Regions from separate parts of the Mus musculus genome. Here region 2 is linked to region 1. A link is a contact called in public HiChIP or PLAC-seq data. All regions are on one chromosome and are shown on one strand. The core of a region is the stretch at or near the end of the contact, and the rest is flanking DNA. Distances in the headings are between cores, read along the strand shown. Region 1 holds the start of Dicer1 (dicer 1, ribonuclease type III). Region 2 overlaps Clmn (calmin).

Evidence for each region. HiChIP or PLAC-seq counts read pairs in DNA pulled down with a chosen protein or histone mark.
Region 2: an H3K4me3 HiChIP or PLAC-seq map of embryonic stem cells shows a contact between it and region 1, with 18 read pairs. The contact joins the enhancer-like site here to the promoter of Dicer1 in region 1. A contact is called at or near these places in 1 of 39 promoter capture datasets (cranial neural crest), 6 of 484 Hi-C or Micro-C datasets (cerebral cortex, cortical neurons, forebrain and 3 more), 6 of 115 datasets of contacts at active chromatin or transcription factors (the 230-238 cell line, embryonic stem cells, intestinal crypt epithelium and 2 more) and 3 of 9 other capture datasets (adipose tissue, liver and pancreatic islet).

What each region holds. Positions count from the first base shown.
Region 1 is chr12:104,747,728-104,755,573 of GRCm38.p6, forward strand. Dicer1 (dicer 1, ribonuclease type III) reads right to left here and starts at 4,225. Exons shown (of 27, transcript NM_148948.2): 1 at 4,021-4,225.
Region 2 is chr12:104,841,676-104,849,521 of GRCm38.p6, forward strand. All of the region lies in intron 1 of Clmn (calmin), which reads right to left. Among named protein-coding and RNA genes, the nearest start is that of Clmn, 19 kb to the right of the region's middle. Within about 2 kb of position 4,231, at least 123 of the 459 cell types and tissues checked have an H3K27ac peak or open chromatin away from gene starts, as enhancers often do. A contact at or near this core is called in adipose tissue, cerebral cortex, embryonic stem cells and 6 more, where this site is marked.

The DNA of each region.
Region 1 (7,846 bases), core at 2,975-5,474:
CCTGAAGGCCAGCAAAATTACCACTGTTTGCAAAGTTCTGACTGCCTCTACTCCTCAACCAACTGTCATCTGCCCTCAGTCAAGGCCTTCACACTACAAGTGACACTTCAACTCCAGTGGCAATGACATCACCTGAACCACACAAGCCTGGCTTACTCTTGCTCCCTGACTCTACCTCATGCTTTTGACAGGGTTTCTTTAGAACGGAATGGGAGGCACAGTCATCATGCGTAAGGGTCAACACTGTCTCCATTCGTGACCACCATCATGGTGTTGAAGAATCCAAACAAATAACCCATGTTGATGAAAAAGAAGATCTGTTTCTCCTGGCTAACGGGTACACCTTCCTCATTAATCGATGCAACCGAAATTACCCTGAGTTCCTCTTGCATTTTGGCAAATTAAAACAAACAAGTGAACGCACCTAAGGTGCTCAAAGCTGTGAATTATCCTTGTTGAAGCTCTTCGCCTAGTCCTCCATCCATGGACTGTCCTAAGCCTGCACTGTTAATCTCAGATCTTAAAAACACCTTCTTATTAGTGTAAGAACGGTCTACATTCCTTCTCAAAGAACACAGAATTATTATACAAATGTTTATCTATGAGTACAACTTTTTAAAAACCAAAGTCTCTTTAAAAGAAATATCGGTAAGCATCAAAGAATCAGGAAACAGTGCTAAAAAGACCAAGCAGCACAGACTAGAGGTGGAACACTACCAAAGTAATGTTGCCTCCAAGAGTACAGCCTACTCTGAAGATATTCCAAGGAAATCTGTAAGCAAAAGCCAACACAACACACACATACATACACACACACACACACACACACACACACACACAACCCCTCTGGCATTCAGGATGAGCTAAACTCAAACAGCAAAGCCTAAGGTAAACAAAATAATCACCCAGCTTAAACTTTCTATTTGCACAAAGTACACAGAAACCTTCGCAGCCCCCTCCTCTGCCTCCATTAGGACATAATAAGCCTGCTGATCCACTGAACAAACTCAGTGATAAGAATCCCTGGTTGCCATACTGTGATAAGAACCAAGATTCTAAAAATCAGTAACTCCTGGACTTGGAGAAGATTCTAGTCTTTTATTGACACTGAAGAACTATTTGTAGAAAATTAAGAATCAGGAAGGAACCTGAGCCTAGTGTTTTGATGAACAAACAACCTGACCACTTTGAGGTATATGCCAAAAGAAGGGACAACAGTGGGGTCTCAAAGGGTCCCATGAGTATCTATCCTCACAGCAACTATTCAAAAATCAAAAGATGGAAGCTGCTATCCACAGATGGCTGGAAAATCAGAACAAGGCATACACAGGTGCTCCTCCATCACTGGGGGCCCTAGACAGCCACTTCTAAGTTGAACACAGAACTGAGGAACATGTATACTTAGCTTGTCAAACTTTCTGGCTGAACAACGAAGCAGGATGTAAGGCATCCCAGGCTACACCTCATGATCACATAGCTGACTGGGGCAGGAAAGAGAAGCGAAACTTCAAAATTAAAAGAAAGGCCTACTATAACTGTACTTTTCCTACATCTTAAGGCTAAAAGCTGTTGCTATAAGCTAGGGACCATACAAGAGTTTCAGTCTTTCAAAGTGAGGAGACAGATGCACTTGGCATGAAGACAGAGGTGTATGCTAGGTGTCAGGGCACCAGCACCAAAGGACAAATCCTTCATGTCCATGCTTACAAGAGGTTCCTAGCACGGCCAAACTCAAAGACAAGGAAAACGAGGAAACTGTGGGGGTCGCTTGGGAATGAAGGGCGGAATGTGGCTCAGTGTTGAGTGGTCAAAGTGTCCCAGTGAGGGAGAAGTCTGGAGAAGGGCAGTGGTGAGACCTGCAAACCTGAAAGCAGCTGCACTGTACACTTCATGGCCGAAGCATCAATCCTGAGTATGCTGTCACATGTTAAAACAACTGTACACATTGAGACAAGCAGAAGTCACCTGACTCTCTCAGTGGGACAGTGCTTCTCCACTCACGCCACTGTACTGACTGAGGACGGATCCCACGTTGGGCTGTCTGCCTAAATCCACTTGGACAGCACACCCTGAGGAGCAGGCAGGCAGGCTCTGAAAGCAGAGCATGATCCAGTCAAGGCTCAGGCAGCCTCACACGCTGAAGAAATCATCAGAGTCACACTTCCCTCGTGTGTACAACCAGGAAGGAGGATGCTGCATGAACGCACTGAGAATTCATTCAGTGAGACTCTGAGAAAAGAGCCTGACACGTCTTGGTACAGACTGATGAGATTTAGCAAATGTCCTCCTTCCCTGCCACGGATAAGCGGTGTAGGCTGCAGAGAGGCAATCCTTAGAGAGCACACCCACCTGCTCAAATGACATCCCCATCTCACGGCATCAGACTGGTCAGAGAGTCAGATGTGGCAATGCTGTGACACAATGCTACACACGTTATCCTCCCTAGAAAGCAGAGCTACACCTAGACGCACTCATACATAACACCACGAAACCACTCTCTGATCAGGACCAAGAGAGTCAGGCCTGGTGGTGCATGCCTGTAATTCCGGTACCCCAGAGGCTGAGAGAGAAACTTCCTAAAAGTTTCTTTCAAGAAAGACAGAAATGAACTACACCAAAAATACCTTCTAAAACCAAAACAAGAAAGTTCAACAACAGACAAACAGCCTAGCTATACAACTCCTGCCCAGAAACACTGCCATAATGCAGTGCTCAGTGTGGGACAGGAAGACAACTACATTATTAATGCAGTTGCAAGGTCTTTTATCACCCAGTTAAAGCCAACCGAGTCATCTTTTGGAGCCACGTGTAAATTCACAAACTTAGGCTACTACATTGATCACTAAAAGCAGCCCTTGGTGCTGACAGTTCTATAAAATACACTCCAGTCATGATATTGTGCACTGTTTATATTACACACTGCATGTTTCACAGGTAGCCTGAAAAGTGAAACAGATTATTCCAGAACTCAGTCCCCAAAGATATCAAAAAGATATTTCCAAAAACACCCAAACTACTGCTTGCTACAAGCCTCACCCAGTATTCACCTTTCGGTTACATTTCAGGTCCTTGGTTACCATGAAAATTTTTGCCTAGAAAACTTAAAATGTTTATACCAATGAATTTCCAACTCAGCGATCCTACTTTACAACAGGTTTGAAAAACATATCTCAAGTTGCTTAACTCTTGAACTGCATCCTTTCCTACTGACTTACAGTGAGGTTCCTCAGAAAACTAACAATCAAAGATTCAGAAACTCAGGAGCGAACTCCCAAGTAAGTCTCTTTCACCCGATGACGTCTTTCAACACTTGATCACCATAATACTTAGGGCATCATATATCGGTAACTAACCCTTTAATCACAAGTCTACTCATAAAAGCAAGGACTATTACAGATCATAGACTCCCAGTCATCCATTTGGGCAAGTCTTCAGGACACTGGCTCTGTCCTGAAGGCAAAGTCACAAGGGCAGCTCATCTCTGCTAGGCAATCCACACCAATTTGGTGTGCTGGCTGGAGATGCACACAGATTTGGCTGAACGAAAGCCCCTTAAGCAAAGACCCTTCTTCGCAAGGTCCAGACGACCTAAAAGGGGAGGGGCACAAAACATGGCCTGGGCCACCCACCCCCTAGGGCCAGCCTTGGTCACCTGCCAATAAACACACAACAGTCCTTCCCAGGGCTCCAGCCCGCACCTCGCTGAGGCCTTGTCCCCCTCCAGATCCTCGGAGGCATCCAGGGGTCCCGCGCCATTTGGCAGGCCCGGGTCGCTCCCGAGACGCCGGCCCGCGTGGATACCTCCTGTCTTCTCCCGGGCTTCGAACGCGGAACGGGACCTGTCAAAGGCCGCTCCTCCTAAGGCGGGGGTGCGGAGAGGCCCGCGTGGACAGTTCTCTGCCCGGGCTCGGCGTCGCGGCCTGCTCCCGGCGCCCGCGCGGGCCTCGCGCAAGAGGCGGGCCGGGCATCGCCGTCCCCCGGGCCCGGACACAAAGCGGCCCAGCAGGGAGCCCGCCTCACCTGCAGCACTGGGCGCCGCGGGCCTTCCAGAACCATCGGACCCCGCTCCGGCGCGCGCGTCACAGCCCAGGCCTCCCGGTGCCGCCCGGCGCCGCCGCCGCCGCCGCCATTTCCTGCCGCTCGCCGTCGTCTCGTTCCCGCTGTCAGGTTACTCCATTCACCTGGGCCCGGAGCCGCCCGCGCCGCACCGCGCCGCGCCCCGACCCCTCCCGCCCGCGCCTGCGGAGACTGCGCAGCGCCCTGCTCGCCCGCAGCCCGCGCTCGGCCCGCGGCGACGGCGCACAGCGGCTTGGAGAATCCCACCGGCGTCGCGCCGCCGCTCCGCGCCCCCTCGCTCGCTCGCCCCGCGGCCGCATGAAAGCCGTCCTGTGATTGGACGGAGCGCGGAGGTGAAAGGTTAACCCCGGCCCCCCAGCCACTCAGAAGCCGGGAGACAGCAGACTCGGGCCGAGGCCGCGTCGGAGGCCCAATGCGAAGACCGAGCTCTGCAACGCAGTCAGCCAGCCTGCCGGCCGGCCGGAATCCTGAACGCGCCGCTGGGGCTACGCAGTCCCAGCTCCCGGCTCCTTTCCCTTCCTGATGATGGCACACATCGCCCCCATCCGCAAGCCCCGCTGCACCGCTCTTTTGGTCCAAAGAACTGATCTCTTTGGGCAGCCCTCAAAACCAACTTGAATAACCAGAAAATGCCCGCGGCGTGCAAACTTGGTTTTATAAGGCTGAGCTTTCTGCTGCGTCTTCTTGCTGAGATCAGAGGAGTAAAGAGACCGACTTAAAGAAAACCATCTTAGTGTAGGACCCTCCCCCACCTCCGTGTAGGCATCTTGGAAAAAGACTCCGGAATAGACTGGTACTCCAGGTGAGGGATGGACGCTTCTAGCCCCGGGCTTCTCTCAGCCACTGGAAGCGCTTACCTGTCCGTCTGAACTATGTCCAACAGTCCCACGTAGTGGTTGTTACCTCTCCAAATTAAGGCTAATCTTTAATAAGTGCAAGTGATTTGTTTATTTGAATAAATACTAGTGTCATTTGTTTCAATTTTTTTATTACTGTTATTTCGAAAGTAGGTCTCACTATGTAGACCAGGCTGTCCTCAAACTCCGCCTGCCTCTGCCTCTCAATTTTTGGGTTTAAACGTGTGTGCCACGCCGGGCGTGGTGGGGCACGCCTTTAATCCCAACACTTGGGAGGTAGAGGCAGGCGGATTTCTGGGTCCGAGACCAGCTTGGTCTACAGAGTGAATTCCAGGACAGCCAGGGCTATTACACAGAGAAACCCTGTCTCGGGAAAAAAAAAAGATATTTTTTTAAAGACTAACTCCTTGTCCATTAGCAGATGTTTCTGATTTCTTTACCTTTAACTTGGAGGCAATATGGTCCATTTGTTTTGTTTTGTTTTGTTTTGTTTTGTTTTTCGACACAATGTTTCTCTGTATAGCTCTGGCTGTCCTGGAACTTGCTCTGTACACCAAATTGGCCTTGAACTCATAAAGATCCAACTGCCTCTGCCTCCCAAGCACTGGGATTAAAGGCGTGCACCACATCCTCGGCTGTCTTTCAAAAAAAAAAATGGATTTGGACTATCCCAGCATGAGGAGGAGGAGGTTACCATAGCAAAATCACAGATCAAGGCCAGCCTGAGCTACATGCCAAAGCCCTGGCACATACATATATGATATATATACTATATTTGTATCATGTATATGATGTATGTATTATATATGATATCTATCATATATATGTATCATGCTAGATATTATGTATAATGTATATGTACCATCCAATGTATAATATAATTAATATGTACTATATAATGTATATGGTATATGTGATATATACCATATCATACATATATGTGATATATATGCATGTATATATGATATATATCCATATCCACAAAAGCTCACGTTTACATATGCAGTTGGACAGTGTCCTGCTCTCAAGAACATTAACTAACAGAAACACAGCTGCAGAAGAGACTCCTCCCACATGATTCACTCAACCCACACGAGTTGCCCCTGGAAAGACCCTCCCTCACCAACCAATAACACATCAAAATGCACCAATTTCTTCCCCACAATTCAGTCTTCCAGTCCTAATATATATTTATCCCTACCCCCCCCTTGGGACTAATCTTTCAGAAATATGAATTCAGGACTACTGGTCAGTGACCTCGGAGTCCAGCGCATGCTCACAAGTGCTTTATCCTGCTCAGTCAGGGCGGGGGGGGGGGGGTGGTTAGAGTTGACTCAATAATCTTTGATCTTTCAGAATTCTGGATTTTTCCACTTGAGATGTATTATTCAGGATTATGATAAGCAGCAATGAAAGATAAACAGTCCAAAGTTAAAAAAAAAAAAGAAAGTCTCTTCTACACCTGCGCTTGTGCCCCAACAGCAAACCATTGTTTCTTGTTCGTTCTTCAAACTTGCCTTCACAAGCAAGCCAAGATACTTATTCTCTATCTTCTTCATTTACAAAAGCCACGGGCAGCATGACGTGTACAGTTGCGGCATCTTGCTTTTAATACAATACACACACATAGAGAACAGATGTCTACAGCATGTGGAGGAGCCCCCAGGCTTGCCAAGAGTCACCAGCTCTCTGTTGCACATGTGCAGGCTGAGACTATTTCGTATTCAGCGTTGGTACACTAAGAATTGATCCAGTGTATAGGGTGAGGCATGACCCCCAGTGATTCCCCACCCCCATCCCCGACACTTACACAATTGTCCATGTTCCAGCCCTTGTGGACTCTCTGGGTTCGGAACGTCTCCATCCCAGTGGTCTATCTGTTCATGCTCCACTTGCTGGTTTGTTCTTGATCTGGGGATCTAAACTCGTAGAAGAACTAGAGTCCTCATTTTGTTTGGAATCTCAGAGCTGATGTTTCAAGCCACATTAAGCAGTGGCACAATGCACCGTGCAGTGCATTTTCTGTGAGCTAACTTTGATTTTTCCATCAGATATTCAGGACTCCACACTGATCCAAAAATAATAACTGAGGAGGAGAGAGAGCTCTTCCTTACCGCAGAATAAGTTTACAAGGAGTTGTGTCAGAGCAATGATCTATTTGGCAATTATGTTTACTAAATCTGATGGATAAACATTGAACGAGGAATGAGAGATCTTAACTCAGGTTCAAAGCATCTCTCTACGAATTCTTTGAAAAATGATAACTTTACAAGAGAGTGATCCAGCAGATGCTATCTCACCCAGATGAAGTCAGCTGTCATGGGAGGAGATAACAGACACATCCCACTAGAGTCACAGCCTCAGTCTTGTCAAGTTTTCTAAGTTTCAAGTTGGAAGTGTAGCTATGGTAGGGGTTCATAAGGAAATGTTCCTTCAGGCTGGAGAGATGGCTCAGCAGTTAAGAGCACTGACCTCTTCCAGAGGTCCTAAGTTCAAATCCATTCTTGGTCAATGGCATAGCTTCAGGATGTCTTGATGGCAGCAGTTCCACTATAGGGTAGAGGCCCTCACCAGCAAGGAGGAACAGAGGCTGGCCCACTGCTGCCGACTCCAGGGGAAGATCACCACCACTTATCTGTCCTTCCAGGAAATACCATCACAGACCTGCCCAATGGTTAGATAATTTAAGGACCAAGTGACAGGATTAACCATCACAATACCTAATAGGCCAAAAAAAAAAAAAAAAAAAAAAAAAGCCTACGTACAAAAACCAACTGAACGTATCATAGACAAAATATAAAACCATTTCTAACTAAGATGGTAAGGCAAAATAGTTAGACTTGGATTAGATACCTCACAATTTAAAACTTCCATTATCTGTAAAAAGACACTGTTAAGAAAATCAAAAGAAA
Region 2 (7,846 bases), core at 2,981-5,480, 94 kb after region 1:
GGTCAGCAGTCTCATGTTGACCAAGGGACTTGGCCACCGACACTGAGAGGGTCAAGTGCCTCCTGGCCTTGGGGACCTTTGTACTTTAGTGTTTCCTCTGCCCAGGGTCCTTTTGTCTCAAAATTTTGCCTTGTTTGTTTCCCTGGTTTCATCTCCTGGCAAAACTTCCCCTGGCCACACAGAGACGTCTCCTGTCATCTTTCACTGGTTACTGTAACAAATTACCTCAAACATGGTAGCCTAAAAGGTTGCAACTGTATCCTATAACTCTGGAGGTCAAATGGCAGAAATGAGCCTCCCCAGGCTAAGTTCCAGGCTCTCCCTTCTGAGTATTTCAAGGGACTTTCAAGCATTCTGTTTTTCTCTTTTCTCCTCACTCCCTCCCAACACCTGCTTTTGCTGTAGTTGCTAAGACGGGGTTGAGTCCCTCACATTGCACGGTCCTAGAGGCTTCAAGCATGCCTGTCAGACTCAGCATGGAGGCAGGGATGTGGGGGAGGGGGGGTGGCTTGGATATGAGAGGTCCCCTGCAGGCGTCCATGCTGAATACCTCATTCCCAGCCATGGTGCTATTTAAGGGGGTTCTGAAAACCTGAGGGTCCGAGACGTAGTTAAAGGAAGGTCACTGGGGATGTGCCTTTGAGGGTTATATCTGTCCCTAGTCCCTTCCATCTTTTCTCCCCGCCCCCCCCCCCCCCCGCCTACTATGACCTGAACAGTGCCACCTCCCCACACTGATATCCTGCCCAAGCACAAAGGGCCAGGTGGTCACATCTCTGAAACAGCAAAGTCAGCCGGTCCTTCCTCCCTCAAGTATGGTGGTCACAGTCATACAAAGAAAACTAATCAGAGAAATGTCACAGTGTATAAGAAGGCTTGTTGCACAAGCCTGCAGACCCAGGTTCAAATCCCCAGAACTGATCTAAGAACCTGGAGTGGCCATGCACCCAGTGCTGGGGGGTCAGGGGTCAGGGGCTTGCTGGAGCTTGCTGACCACCAGCCTCAGCTCTAGGTTCAGTGTGAGACCCTGTGACCAGGGAATAAAGCGAAGCAGATAAAGCAGGAGACTCAGCATCCTCCTTGGTCCTGGAAGCCATCATCTGGCAGGTGACAGAGCTGATACACACATCCCCAAATGCAGTCATGACTCTGGAAAAAATTCTGTTCTGATGGCAGGTGGAATAAGTCTCCATGACCTTGGCCAGACCATCCCAATAAGTACGATACACATTTGCCCATTCTCCCACCATCCCTAAGATGGACACGTAGCACGGAGTCACCCGCACCTGGCTGCATGGAGGCCTTGACCTTACTACCTGGGTATCTTCTCACTCCCCATGTGATCTTGGCCAAGTCCCTTGTCCCTTGAGTGTAGAGACTCCCTAGGCCCCATGGGGCAAAGAGTTGCACACCCAGGAGGTGCTCACAGTACAACACACACACACACACACACACACACACACACACACGCTGCACAGAGCGAGCCAGGTGACCACCACATCCTGGTCACCCACCTGGTGTAGGTTGAGTACTGGGATGACACGTGTGCCAAGCACCTTAGATTTTTCACGCCAGTGCCAGGATCTGATGCCAGGTCCTTGGGGTTGCAGAGGAGCCTCTTACCCACTGAGCCATCTCCTCAGTGCCTGTGTGAGTTACTTTCACACCGCTGTTATCATGGCACCTGAGGGAGTGACATGTTATCATGGCACCTGAGGGAGTGACATGTTATCATGGCACCTGAGGGAGTGACATAAAGGAGGCTTAAGATGTGAGGATCCCTAGTGTGTCCGCGGCTCACTCTGCTCTCTGTGGTGCCTGCCATGAAGCAGAGCACCCACAGCCAGTGACAGAATGCAGCGGACGTGACTTCTGGGTCCCATGCTGTGTCAGGCCAGGTCAGGACTATGTGAGCCATCAACTCCAGTTTCCAGGCAGCCGGAGATGATTAAAATGTAAAGAGGCCAGAACTAGACTGAGGCCCTCAGAGCTGGGAGTTGTAGGACAGAGATGGGCTGACAGGGCTACCTCAGAGTTCCCTTCTTGATTTCCCCCCGTGACTGAGAACCCCTTGTTTTCAGGGGAACTCCACTAACCAGTTTCCTCTGCAGTCTCTTGTAATTTATATTTCAGCCAATGGAATCTGAGAAAGAACGCCATAGGGTCATTCTAAAAACCTCATGAAACGCTGGCATTTGCTCCAATCCTTCTTTATCCTACTTTCTTCAAACCTGCTTCCTCGAGCGTTAACGTAACAGTGACAGCCCTAGCTGTCACTTTGGACCACAAGAAGATCAAGATCCACACAGGAGATGGCAGAGCTGTGAGCCGGAAAGAGCCTGAGTGACTGCAGGTTCTGAAGGGACCCACTGCCATGTAGCTTTGGACTACATGCACAGAAATGCTCTTCTGCTTATAGCACCATGGCGTGGGGGGTTCTCTGGAACTCAGCTAAACCTGACTGAGACTGATCCCGAATGTCCTGGGGATCTGTCTGAGACCAAAGCCTATGTTCTTGAACCTCGTGTCAGCCAGTGACAAAAGAATGTGTTCTCTGTGAGAGTACCGTGTGTCAGCTGGAGCTTCTGGGGTAGCTCTGGCTGGGGGGGGGGGGGACTGGGGGTAGTAGGGGGCACAGGAGTCAAAGAGAAAGGCAGGCCAGCAGACCCCTTGCTGCCGCTGCTTTCCTTGAGGGTCTGGCTTTACCAGTCTTGAAAGAACCTGGTAAAGTCTCCTTGACAAGGAAGCTCTCTGTTATGGGAGTTAGTGAGCGAGAGATTTCAAAGGTCAGCTTACTTATGACATCATCCACCACAGAACCCATGTGGCCACCCTTGTCTAGTCTGGACCAAGGCGTACAAGGATGCAGGACATTCTGAGGGGCCATGCAGCCATGAGCCACAGTCCCCAAACGGAAGAGCCAGTCATGCAGAAATGAGGCCTTTAATGTCAGGGATGTGGCACCCCCTCCCCCATATAACTTGTGATGATCCCAAGTGCTTACTTTCTTTGGTGATGATAGTTCCTTGAGATAGGGACTCTCTATGTAGCCCTTAGCTGTCCTGGAACTCATGCCCTAGACGGGGCTGCCCTTGAACTCAGAGATCCTCCTACCTGTGCCTCTCCAGTGCTGGCATTGAAGGTATATGTGTGCCACCACACCCAGCTTCCTTATAAAGAAGTCTTGTAGTAGGATGGGTGTGAGGCAGGAGCCTGCAGCAGGTGAGCAGCCCTGTTTACAGACCAGTGACTCAATGCCCACCCAAGCCCCGAGCTCCTGCCTGCAAGCCTTGGGAGGCAGACTAGGGTACCTGAGTACCTCCCTGCCCTGGGCTTCCCAGTCCTGTAACTCCTTCCTCCCTGGCTCCTTCCTCTCTCCCTTGGGCTGCCCTTCTGAACTGGGAGAGGAAGGGGGCACCTGTTGCCCACATCTAGCCACTGGTGACTGGAGTCGACGCATGGAGCAATTGTGGCAGGCCCAAGAGAGTGACAGCTCAGCTCTGTGGGATGTGGGGAAGGCTGGTGAGGTGAGGGGGCGGTGCTTTCATATGCTTAGCAGGAACAATATTCCTTGCTTTCAGTTATCCATGTGGAAAGGGGGGTGGGGATAAAAAAACCCACTCCTGATTGGTCATAACATGGTCACAGGACCCTTCCCCATTGTACCCCAGGAACGGTGGCCATGACTCTGGCTGCAGAAATAACCCCCTTCTCTGTTGTGATCTTAGGAGAGCATAGCACAGGGACAGCTCGCCTTGGGGACCCTGTTAGATATGCTTGTCTCGGCCCCACCCAGATCTCCAGCCTGAGTCACTGGTGAGGGTCAGCCAGCTGCAGTCTAAGTGTCCAGAATGGGGCAGGGTTCCACCTCCCACTAGTGGGGAGTTCATTTGTGCCTGGCAAGGTATTAAACGGTACTGGGACCTCTGCTCCACCCCTACCTCCCGAAAAAAAAAATAGCACCCGTTCAGTCTTGAAACCCCAAACCTCCCCAGCGGATACCAAGTCTTCCTTAGAGATTGGCTCTGCCTGAGGTAAGCACTGGCCTAAAGTCTGAGGACTTCGCTGAAGAGTCTACAGACAGGGGCCCTCCCTGCGAACTCAAAGATCCCCACGGGGAGGGAAGCCCCGCAGGGAACTGGGAGAACACTGGCTTGTCGCAGGGCACTCTTTGTTGACTAGCAAAGAGCGCAGGAAAGCACCTGGCTACCAAGAGGGGAGGAGTCAGGACCGGAGCTCCAAGGGGAGGAGTCAGGACCTGAGCCCAGATCTCAAGTCCTTCCGACTCACCACACCCCTTCCTGCTGGGACTCGGGATCGCCAAGTCCCAGATCCACCCCACCCCACCCCACCCCACCTCCTTTCCTCGTTTTTCTAGGCTGCTACCCTGAAATGCCTCTTGTCCAGGAGCTGAGCACAGTGGCTACTTCCTCCAGCCTGACTATCCTTGGGCCCCTTCATGTCTTAGGTAGTCAGAAAATGCTCGCCCCGTGACCCAAGCCAGTGGAGGAGGGGCTGAGAAGCCCGTGCTATGGCGACTGCTCCTTTGGATTTGATTCGCGGGTTTTCACATCCTCTCAGGCTAAGAGGTCAGGGCTTTTTGGTTTGGTTTGTTTTTTTGTTTTTTAATTGCCTGAGGGCAGAATAAAAAGTATTCTAGGCCAGAAACCTATCCCCCAAAGGTGGTGAATGGAAACCCCAATTTTAAAATTCATTTCAGGGCTGGGCTAGAAGACTAGGTGCAGGTACTTGGCACCCTGTGTGAGATCCTACCACACACACGGTGGAGAGGGAGAACAAATTTCTGCAAGTTGACCTCTGACCTCCCCCGCCCACCCCTGTGCCTCATGACATGTGCATATCGCCCCATACCCCTGCCACTTACGTAAAATCATTAAAATTGAATTAACATCTACCCCAAATGTTGCCCAAGAGCCTGGGCCACCACTTTTCTCAGAACCTACCCTGAGAAAATACTACTCATGACAAATTGCCCTTTAGGACGAGCCTCACCTGGGGCAGCTCTGTCTAGGAAAAGGCTTCTGTGTCCCCAGGAAAGGTACAAGGAAGCCAAAGCCCACTGCTCACAGGGCCTGGTGTGCCCACTCCACGGGTGCTCCTGGGCAAACCCTGGGCCAGCTCAGAGCAGCCAGTCCCCAACAGGCAGGTAAGAACAGAGAGCAGCCAGGCAAGTGACAAGGTTACTGCCAAAAACAGAGAGCTTTCTCTCTCACCAGAGGCCAGGAGGGACAGCCCAACATGTGTAGGAAGACACTGGGCAAGGCCAATCTTAGACAGTGAGGCAATGGGCACCTGTGAGGGGTAATGAGAGCCAGGCCTGTGATGGAAAAGGAACAGAAGAAGACAAGGCTGGTGGCCCAGCAAAGAGGCCACGTGGTCTGATAGCCACGTACAAACAAGAGTGGTTGTATATAGATGTACAGATGAACAGTATATAAATATACTATCTCCTCTGCAGGCTGTGCACCCTACCCACCAAGTTCTGTCCAAAGCTGGTTCAGCGCTCCGGCACATCCAGGAGGAGAACCCTCTGGAGAACCCTTCAGACAACCTTTTAACTCTTCAACCTTGTGTTCAAGCCCTGAGTCCACTGGAAGACCCACAGACAGGTGGAGGGTATCTATGGCCACCAAGGTGAAAGTCTAGCATTCGCAACCCGTTTGCATAACCACAAAGATTTCCCTGTGGCAGCTGCGTAGTCAAATCCAGACCTACACACAGACACACACAAACCCTGCCTCCAGGTCAGATCGGCTGACAGCATCTCCCTGATTTTGCCAGCTGGACCACACTGATGGAGGGGTGTGGCTCATTTGACTCAAGGGCACATTATCTCCTGTAGCTTTGGCTAAAGAAATTGCATGGCTTTGGGAAGGATGCCAAACATACATGCTGGGGCTAGGGAGATGGCTCAGTCAGTAAAGTGCTCCTGCAGAGGGTATGAGGGCCTAAACCGTAGAACCCACGTAAAGAGCAAGGTGTAGACGTCTATACTGTAATCTGAGTGCTAGGAGACAGAGACAGGCGGATCTCTGGAGCTTTCTGGCCAGTTAGTGTGCCCAGTCAGACTCTGCCTCAAGAAATAAGGTAGAAGAGTAACTGAGGAGGACACCAGCATCAACATCACACACATGCACGTGCACATACATATACACACATGCACAAATACACACATACACACACACACATATACACACATACATGCACACACCACACACACACATACCATATACACACTCAAATATATACACATACATGCACACACATACACACATAATATACACATATACACAAACATACACATATACATACACATCATACACACACACATGTACACACAAATATACACACACCACATACACACACATAAATGCACACATATACATACATACACACATATACATACATAAACACACATATACACCTAAATATGTACATACATATGCACCATGCACACAGAGATATGCTTTGTGTCAGGAGGGTGACAAATGTCGGCCAGAGAGTGCTGAGCAGGGTGAAGCTATGGCGAGCTGTGGCCGAGTGTAGACACCCCGTGCGTATCTTTTCACAGGTCAAGCTGGAGGAAGGGAAGCACCCACTAATTTTATAGATGTGTCCAAACTCCATCAAGGGTGACAGCTGAGACCAGAGCAGGAAACTGTCTCTCCTCTGGTGGCATTAGAGGTCAGGCTGGACAGCCCCAGGGAAAATCAGGAGAGTTATTCAGGAGGGTCTTTGGACACTACACCTCAGTGAGGAGGAAGAGACAGGAGCACCATGGCCAGGGAATGGAAGAACTGAAGTGATTTCTGCAGTCACAGCTGGCTCTCCGCACTAGAGATGCTGGGACAAGAAACCACACCTGTATCAAACACAGGCAGCTCTCCGATGTCCCTTCCTACACAGCATCAGCCATCAGCCATTCCCAGGAACTAGTGTGATGGCTCGTAGTGTCAGCTTGACGGGATGTGGGATCCAGGAGAGGAGCATGCCTGTGAGCGTGCCTGTGAGCGGCGTCTGGACTGGGTTAAGGTGGAGGACCAACCCTGAACATGGGCAAAACCACTCCATGGGCTTTAGTCTTGGCCTGATTGAAAGGAAGACAGTGGCCATCTGTCTCTGCTTCCTCGCCATGATGTCATGTGATCAGCTGCCTCACGTTCCCGCCACCATTGCTTCCCTGCCGTGACGAACTGTACCCTCAAACCATGTGCAAAGCAAACCCTTCCTTCCTCATGTTCATTTTGTCACAGCAGAGAGCAAAGAACACAGGCAGGCAAGCTAAGCGCTCCAGAGTTAAGGTGACAGATGGTAAGCTCAGATTTGATGCCACACTATTCCATTTCATGTGAGGGATCTGAAACCCTGAACGCATCCCTGTCAGGTACTCGGGCATCATGGTTCTGCTTAGCCTAGCCCTGCTGGGTCTGAAGACACACCATGATGGTGCCCCCTCTATGGGCAGTGCAGCTCTGACTCACCACCATACACTGGAAGAGAAACTGAGGTCCAGACAGGACCTTCAGGCCAGTGCCACCATCTTGCTACACATAGAAACAACCCCAGTGTCTGTGGGGGACGGCTGTGGCTCCGCAGAGAGAGCACAGGTCTCTGAGATGCACCTGCAGTCAAACTTGACCCTGCTATGAAAGCCACGAGACCCTGGTCCTTGAACCTTGAACCAGACTTCGTGGCACCTCCACTCCCCATGCACCTCACTACTTGGAGGGTTACTAGAGGGTTAAGTATAAAACACGCCCCAGTGTTCCCAATATAAAATCACGTATGCTCAGCGGCAGCCACAGCAATGTGGCGGCAAATGTTC